Linked DNA regions of Mus musculus: all the other regions are linked to region 2. A link is a contact called in public HiChIP or PLAC-seq data. All regions are on one chromosome and are shown on one strand. The core of a region is the stretch at or near the end of the contact, and the rest is flanking DNA. Distances in the headings are between cores, read along the strand shown.

Region 1 (2,700 bases), core at 176-2,675, 2.7 Mb before region 2:
CTGGGGGTAGTTGTCATTCTCGTCTTCTACCACTATGTGGACGGTGGCTGAGGCACTGAGTGGGCCTGGATTGCGACCCTGGTCATTGGCCTCCACCAGCAGCTGGTACTCAGCCGCCTCCTCACGGTCCACCACAGCCCGTGTGCGCACGACACCTGATCGTGCGTCTATCTCAAAGACACCACCTGCGCCCTCCAGCAGACGATAGCGCATGTTTGCGTTGGAAGGGGCATCCCCGTCGGTGGCACGGATGGTCAGAACCTCATAGCCCACCTCCAGGTTTTCTCGAATTCGCTCTCGATACTCAGACTGCTCAAAGACTGGGCTGTGGTCGTTAGTGTCACTGACAGTTACGGTGAGGTAGGTGGCAGCTGAGCGCCTCGGGGAGCCGTGGTCCACAGCACTAACTTTGAGTACATGAGTGTCCTTGGTCTCCCGGTCCAGGGAGCGGGCTGTGGTCACTGCACCCGTGGCGGCATCGATGAGGAAGTAGCCATTAGAGCGCTCATCGAACAGCGCCTCCATCTGGTAGCTAAGGCGTCCTGCATCGCCTTCGTCTGGGTCGTGCGCGCGCAGTTCGATGACCGCAGTGCCCGCAGGCTCATTCTCAGGCACTGACACCTGGTAGCTGGGCAGCGGGAACTGCGGGCTCGTGCTGCTGCCCGTGCCCCGCCTAGACCGTCGCACCACCCCCGCCCGAGGTTGGGACAGGTTAAGCAACGATGGCGACACCGAGGGCGACTCTGAGGGCGTCCCAGAGGTCGCCTCTATTACCAGCTCTACCCAAACGGCGCCTGCCGCGCGTCCCAGGGCGCACACCAGACGCAGCTCAGCTGAACCTCCTGGCCGCAGGCAAATGGGTCCGCGCCTGCAGCCGGTCCCGGCGACCGGCGGGCAGCTGCAGGCGGGGAAGTTGGTGATGGCCTCAAGCACCGAAGTCAGCGAGGCTGCGCCGCCGCCTGCGGCCGGGAAGCAGAGCGCATCTCCAAGTCCAGGAACTGAGCGGACGGCCGGAGAGCGCAGCTCTGCACCGCGGGCCGAGCGGCGCAACAGCCGGACCCCACAGCGGGCACCATAGGCGCGTGCCCTTAGTACCAAGCTCGGGGCCGTCGGGGCGCCGCGGGCGACCAGCCGGACCTGCAGCGGCAGCAGCCTCCCGGCCAAGCGGGCACAGCCCAGAGTCCCCGCGCCAAGCCCAAGCCTCCGACCGGCTGCTGGCCCCTCGCGGCTCACGTCCAGCAGCTCCCGAGGCGTGCGCGTGGTGTCCAACCTGTAGCTCCAGCCGGGTCCGAGAGCGAAGGCGCGGGCCCCGCCAGGCACCCGCAGCTCCCAAGCGGCTGCTCCCAACTCCAGGGCTGGCAGGGCGGCGGCGGCCAGCAACACCAGCGCGGGCAGCACGCGCGGCGATGACGGCGCCATGGCCCGGAGCCGCAGCCCGAGCCGGGCGCCGGAGCACAATCCATGCACCCGGCGCACCTCCGCATCCACCCGGCGCGGCCGGGGGGCGGCTCCCGCGCGCCCAGCGCCGGGCCCTCGGGGCGGCCCGCGCTCTGCCTCCCCGGGGGCCCTGGCGAGGACACCGGGGGCCGCGCGCCCGGCCTCCCGCTCAGCTTCCACTTCGAGAGCACTTTGCGAAAGTTTGCCAAGTTGGTTTCAAGATGGCTCCTCCGTGCGTCCCGGGAGGGCGCCGCGCATCAACCTGCAGCAGCGCCGGCTCCAGGCGGCTCCAGGTGGCCCCAGCACCGACTCTGCTGGGCGGGCGTGGGAAGCTGGGCGGGCCCGGGGCGGGGCGGGGGCTGCGATCACCACACCGCCCGCAGACCCTGGCGACGGATTGCTGGCTAGGCGGTGTGCTTTGCCAGCGCCCCCGCCACTCTCTCTCTCTCCCCGCCCCCGGCCCCGCCCCGCCCCCTCCCAGTGGCTCATTGTTCAGCCCTGGGAGGGGGAGGATGATGGGGAGGGAGCCAGCCAGGAGGTGCGCGCCCCGATGATCTCCATGGAGACGTGGGGGCGCGGCCCTAGCGGGGCCTGGCCTCCAGCCCCTTCCCTTTCGGTCTTGGCACCCAACATCCGCAGAGGACCGGGCCCTGGGAGCGTGGCGCTCAACTACTGCTCTAGAGTCCCGGGCCGCGGCTGCTAAAGAGTCCCTCGTACAGTTTCCTCTGGGCCGAGTGCTGTTCAATCCTCGCATTGCACCTGATAGTGCAGATCTATGAGTAAGCCACCCCTGGCGTCGAGAGAGTTAGATCTAGAGTTCCAAGATACAGAGGTGCTAGAAAACTTCGGTAGAGTCGTGGCGGTGGCAGGGGACTGGGAGACTGTTAGACTCCAGCCTCGCGGGAGCTCAAATGCTTAACTCCAAGGAGTTCCTTGGATTTTGAAATCTCATGGGCAGTTAACCGGATTCGGGTTCCACTTTGTTTAAAGTGCAACATTTAAATTGGAAAGAAAAATAATGTAGTTTGGAGGTGACAGTGGGAGGGGCCTTGTTCCCCAGAACATGCTGTGGGGCCTGAACATTGGTGGAGGAGACCGTCTGTCACCAAACCCCTAGTTACTGCCCATCAGGGGACAAGCAAACACTGAGGGGGCAGGATCCGTGAGAACCTGGGGAAAACCAGAAGGGGGCTGGAGAATCACTCTCGCCCTGCGTGAAAGGGTGGGGCGTGGCTTCAGAGCCGCAAGACCGAGCCTAGATTC
Region 2 (2,700 bases), core at 107-2,606:
AAAAAAAGAGACAAGACACTCCTTCAGTCAGTAGTACACAAAGGACTAGTGTGGCCGTAGCAGAGGAGATGTGGGTAACACACATGGCTTTTCCTGGACTAAGACCCAACTCAGTCCTGCTCTGTAAAAAGTGAGAGGCACAAAGACCACCAGACATGTCTGAGTGCACCAACATAGACGCAAGATGGACTACTGACAGACGCTGCGTGTGTGTAAATATGTTCACATGGACTGTTTATACATTGTGAACATCATCCTAGCTCAAGTTCTTGCACATACATCATGACCAAAAGGAAACTAGGCTGCAGAGTCCGCAGGTCTCCCCAGACTCTAGGAACATTGACTGCAGGACTTAAATTAGTGAAATAGCCAAAAAATTATTTAATCTATGCGAAGATAAAACCAAAGGAACAGCAGGGCCAACAGAGACACCTACCATAAATGAGCCCTGCCCAGACCTGGTAGCTGGCCTAGGAGACTCATTAGCGCCCTGTCTAAACAGCACTAACTTAGCAGTGGGACACGACAAACACTGTCCAACTGGCTTACAGTCACCGCAACAAAAACCACCACTCAACTTCTCAAGCCTCCTTTCTTCTGTTTTGTGCTTGCTGAGTCCAGGCTGGCCTCAAACTTGTAATCCTCCCTCCTCAACCTGAGTGCTAGACCTGCAGGCTCTGCTGGTTGGCTTCTCTTTCAACAGGGCCAGTATTGCGGTTTGTATATGCTCTGCTTAGGGAGCGGCAATGCTAGGAGGTGTAGCCCTGTTGGAGTAGGTGTGGCCTCATGGGTGGGCTCCTAGCTGCCTGGGAGTCAGTACTCTGCTAGCAGCCTTCAGAAGACGTAGAACTCTTAGCTCCTCCTGTACCATGCCTGTCTGGATGCTGCCATGTTTCCACCTTGATAATGGACTGAACTTCGGAACCTGTAAGCCAGCCCCAATTAAATGTTGTCCTTAGAAGACTTGCCTTGGTCATGGTGTCTGCTCACAGCAGAAAAACTCTAAGACAGGTGGCACCAGGGACTGAGATATTGCGGTAATAGGCCTGACCGTGTTTTTGCTTATAAGAATGTAGGTTGGGGAACTTGGGATTTGGAAGGCCACAGAATGTTTCAAGTGGGGCTTCATGGTCTATCCTAGCTGGACTATGGAACACTTTGTTGCTGTGAGTAATCGGAACTGTGTAGACCCAGCACAAGAGGTTTCAGTGAGGAATTTCAGTTATGTGGTCTAGAGCCTTGTTTTTGTAGTTTGGTGAAGAAGTAGCTATTTTTGCCCTTGGCTGAAGAGTCTGCCTGAGGCTAAGGAGGCTCAGGTTAATTACAATGACAAAGGAAGCCTTAGAAAGGCCCATCGTAGACTTTGTTCTCAGGAAGAGCATGTGAATAAGCATTGCAAGGTTAGAAAGGAATACTGGAAGTGAATGGAGCTGAATGTGTTCAAGGACATTAGTTTGAATTAAGGGACTAGTGACCTTGGGGCAAGATCCCACCCAGTTAAGTTTTGGTCTATACTGGGCAGAACAAGCTTTTTAATTCCTGGAGGCAAAGGCAGGCAGATCTCTACTTTCAAGGACAGATCAAGTTGTAGGTGAAGAAAAGCTTAATTCCGGGCGTGCTGGTACACACCTCTAATCCCAGGAGTCAGGCTTGCATATCTCAGAGTTCTGAGCAAGATCCCCACGTGACAAACTTAGGCCTTGAAGGAGCGCGAAAGCTGGAAGCTAGTGATGACGCAATAGAACTAGGGGCCATGTTCCAGCTCCAGCAAGCAGCTTCGGCCATGTGTCTCTGGCTTTATAATCACGAGGAGAAAGACTCCTGGGACAGCTGATGCTGGTTAGCGGGAGCTAAGGCATTAGCAGTGATTAAGAGACCGGCAGGGCTGGAGAGATGGCTCTGTGGTTAAGAGCACTGACTGCTCTTCCAGAGGTCCTGAGTTCAATTCCCAGCAACCACATGGTGGCTCACGACCATCTGTAACAGGGGCCCAATACCCTCTTTCTGGTGTGTCTGAAGAGAACTGTGTACTCATATAATAAATAAATCATGACGACAACCAGCATCACTGGAAGTGTTTTCTGAGCACCAAGAAGCTGTGTTCCAGAGACAGCCAAGGTTGCACCTCATGCTGCAGCTATGCTGGGTGACTGCAATGGTCCCCCAGGTGGCACTGGCCTTGAGGCATGAAGGGGCCATGAAGAGCAGCTGAGGCGGAAGATCACTGATCAAAGTGCAGCCTCGGTTGCAGATGATGGCCCAGGACTGAAGGGGCCATGCAAAGGAGTTGAGGCTTGGCACCATGAAGAGAGCCTAGAGAGGCTCTAGTTGCAGCGGAAGCCCCCAGTGTATTGGAGATGATGGCCACCAAGAGCAGCAGCGGCAGTGGAGGGATCAACCTGAGCTTAGAGCTACCGAGGGCAGAGCTGGGGAAGTGACGTCACCTTGGAGAGGAGGCCCAGACATTAAAACAAGAAGCTGCCTTGGAGATACCAGAGTGGTAGTTGGACTATCTGCTAAGGAAAGCTGCTATGCTACCAGGGAGTAGAACCAGCCCAGGAGAAAGAAGTTTGTTGCAGTCAACAAAGATGAAAAAGGAATAGAAGATCTGAAGACATCAGACATGGAGATGCAGAGCCCAGCTGGCTTCCTGTCTTGCTTTGGGGATTACAGTTAAGTTATTGGACGATTATTGTTGAG
Region 3 (2,700 bases), core at 138-2,637, 2.6 Mb before region 2:
AGGCTGCTCTCCAGGCCCCACCCAGTCGTCTGCTCTGGGCAGCATATTCTCCCCAGTTAGTGTCCCAGGAACTTTGACAGGCCAAGGCATAGGAACTCAGTAAGTGTTTACCAGTGAAGTGTGTGTAGTTAGGTTCTCATGACTATGCCAGGCAGCACTGGGGGAAATAAAGGCAACCTTTACCTCACAGTCAGGATTAGCAATAGGGTGGGTGGGATGCCCTATGGTGTCTAGGGCTCATGGGCTGAGGACCCCAAAAGTCCAGGGTCCTCTGCTGCCTCCGCTTGGACTTCCTGACAGGAGGGGCATGGCCAACAGTTGTCACAGGCACCCTGATTCCTCTGGGTCAGTGTCCCCAGGAACATGTCTAGGACCAGGTAGTGCTATATACATACACCCATGTTTGATTCTAGGTCCCCATGTTCCATAAGGTGACTAAGACAGGAAAGGAAGCCACTGAGTCACCCTGAGAAGCACCCACCCAATCCAGAGAGGCTCCAGGCTACCGTGGCCTCACCTTGCTCACCAGCAAGGGGCAGCCTCCTCTCCCTGGGACTCTACCCACATGGCCTGGCTCAGAGGCTGGAGAAAATAACTTTGTCTGGTTCCCTTGTCTCAGAACAGCTCAGGGCAAAGCTTCTCTTTTCCAGCAGAGATTTCTCTCCCCAGGGTTTAGCTCACCAACCCCAGGACTGGGGTGCTCTGTGTGATTGAAACCAATATTGACCCAATAACTTAACCAGCAGCCAACACAGGCCGCAACTGCGGTGGACTTCTGCATAGACAGGCCTTAGATCACATCCAGACAGGCTGTTGCTCTCTAGGAAGCCAGGTTCAGGACACACAGATATGCCCTGACCTTGACCCTGGGGTTATCATGGCTTTGTACGTGCCTGAGCCTTTGGAAGCCAGATAGGGCTAGGTGTGGTCACTGACCCTGCTTCCACAGGATGCTCCTTAGAAGTGACTTCCACATCATCCCAGGAAGACTAAAACTCCATGTGAGACATTCCTGTCCTCTGTGGTGATAGGAACACTGTGTCCTGGTTGTCCCCTTGTCAGCGTTGGCAGAGTCAGAGTCCATGGCACGCTGTCTAGGGGACTATCCTTACCTAGTGTTTCCCATGGCTCTGGAAATAGCTGGGGGCTGGGCGTGTCGTGAGGTTTGAGCTGCCCTGACCCTTGCCCATCCCTTCCTTGCTGTGAACCTTCCTCACGGACAGCTCTAGGTGCTGAGAGCCCAGGGCAGGCTGCAGCTCTGTGAGGTGACATAGCTCCCTGTGATCTAGGGGGTAGGACCCCTGAGGAGTTTCCCTGCGGAGCTGGGTTGGTCTCTGCTGTTGTGAGTGGGCAGAGCTGGGTCTCAGAGGGATAGCTTAGCTTGAGGTGGAATGTGAGCCTGGCAGCTCTGTGAGACACCCTGTCCATGGGGCTCTTCCACACCAAAGCCCACCACTGTGCTAGTTAGCAGCCAGCCCTGGATCCTGGGCTGCAGCTATAAGCAAGCCTTATTGCTCGATCTAACTACCTGGGCTGACACCCCCATTTGCTCATTCCCATTTACAGTGGGCGAGCCCTCCAAGGCTCTCAGGTAGCCTTCACTTCTCTTCTGACCCCCCCCCCCCCGCCCACACCATCTGCCACCCTGTCTGTCCCTCTCTGCTCAAGCCCTACCCTCATTATCCCTAGAGGGCTGTTTCTGACTGCCTTCCTGCTGGGCTCAAGACTGGCCAGGCCAGGGCTGAGGGTTGTCACTCAAGACTCCCTTCTGGCTCAGCCTTAGCTGTCTGTTGGGGACCAAGGTGGGAACTGAGCACAAAAAGGCAGTGTGTTCCCCCCCTTACTTTTCCTCATTTTTTTTCTTTCCCCAATCCCCCATACCTGTAATCGGCTCCTTTCTTCTTTCCTCTTTTAAACCATGCATTATAACTTTGAAACCAAAAAAAAAAAAAAAAAAAAGGCAGTGTGTTGAGGGCAGTAGCCCTTCGCCACCCCAACCCTGGCTGTGTTATGCTACGTGATGCTGAGCATAATGGAAGTAGCAAGATAAAGGGGTGCTAACTAGGACCCCTCTTCTCATATCAGTATGTAAAAGGTAGAAGGTTCAAACCTCTTGTTGTAGGGCTGTGACATGCGTGAGTTCTCTCAGAACAAAGGGCAGTCTTCAACGACTTTGACCTTAGGCTTCGAAGTCTGCAGTTTTAGGCTGCCCTCCTCGGTCAGCTCTTGGCTTCCTCTGCCCTCCGAGCTGCCAGGTTTTCTGCCCGACACCCCTCCCCCAGCCATCTGTAGGCTGGCTCCGTAGTTTCATCCAGAGCTCAACTCTGATCTGGCCTTCATGGGGGTCTTTCCAGGCATACCACACCCCGTTCCCAGACTTCTTGCTACACTGAAGCTCCTCTGTACTGAGGTGGCCTGAGGGCTGGCACGCCTCTATTCTGCTGCTGGCACCTCCTGGAGTCTTTTTAGCCTTTCTGTCTCCCAATCCTGTTGACTGAATCAGATGGTGGTGTGTGCCCCAGGGGGTCCTGTGTGGTGGTGACTTGGCTGAAGGGCTTTTGCACAGTTATTGAGCTCAGGAAGAGCCTTCACCTATGGTTTGCCCCAGTGAAGAGCCCCCCTCCCCTAGCGTGTACCCCAGAGGAGGGCTAGGAGGAGCAACTGATGTTCTCACCGACAGCAGACAGGGACCAGATTGCA

What was found. HiChIP or PLAC-seq counts read pairs in DNA pulled down with a chosen protein or histone mark.
Region 1: an H3K27ac HiChIP or PLAC-seq map of embryonic stem cells shows a contact between it and region 2, with 5 times the contacts expected there. The contact joins the promoter of Celsr1 here to the enhancer-like site in region 2.
Region 3: a contact with region 2 is called in an H3K27ac HiChIP or PLAC-seq map of epiblast stem cells, with 12 times the contacts expected there. The contact joins two enhancer-like sites. A contact is called at or near these places in 2 of 115 datasets of contacts at active chromatin or transcription factors (embryonic stem cells and epiblast stem cells) and 1 of 9 other capture datasets (embryonic stem cells).

Annotation. Positions count from the first base shown.
Region 1 is chr15:86,032,352-86,035,051 of GRCm38.p6, forward strand. Celsr1 (cadherin, EGF LAG seven-pass G-type receptor 1) reads right to left here and starts at 1,426. Exons shown (of 35, transcript NM_009886.2): 1 at 1-1,426. The coding sequence starts at 1,419. It overlaps Gm34764 (a long non-coding RNA gene), which reads left to right and starts at 1,902. Exons shown (of 3, transcript XR_384307.4): 1 at 1,902-2,216.
Region 2 is chr15:88,707,660-88,710,359 of GRCm38.p6, forward strand. All of the region lies in intron 6 of Brd1 (bromodomain containing 1), which reads right to left. Among named protein-coding and RNA genes, the nearest start is that of Gm41377, 25 kb to the right of the region's middle. Within about 2 kb of position 1,357, at least 40 of the 459 cell types and tissues checked have an H3K27ac peak or open chromatin away from gene starts, as enhancers often do. A contact at or near this core is called in embryonic stem cells and epiblast stem cells, where this site is marked.
Region 3 is chr15:86,115,609-86,118,308 of GRCm38.p6, forward strand. All of the region lies in intron 3 of Gramd4 (GRAM domain containing 4), which reads left to right. Among named protein-coding and RNA genes, the nearest start is that of Gm15722, 26 kb to the left of the region's middle. Within about 2 kb of position 1,388, at least 31 of the 459 cell types and tissues checked have an H3K27ac peak or open chromatin away from gene starts, as enhancers often do. A contact at or near this core is called in epiblast stem cells, where this site is marked.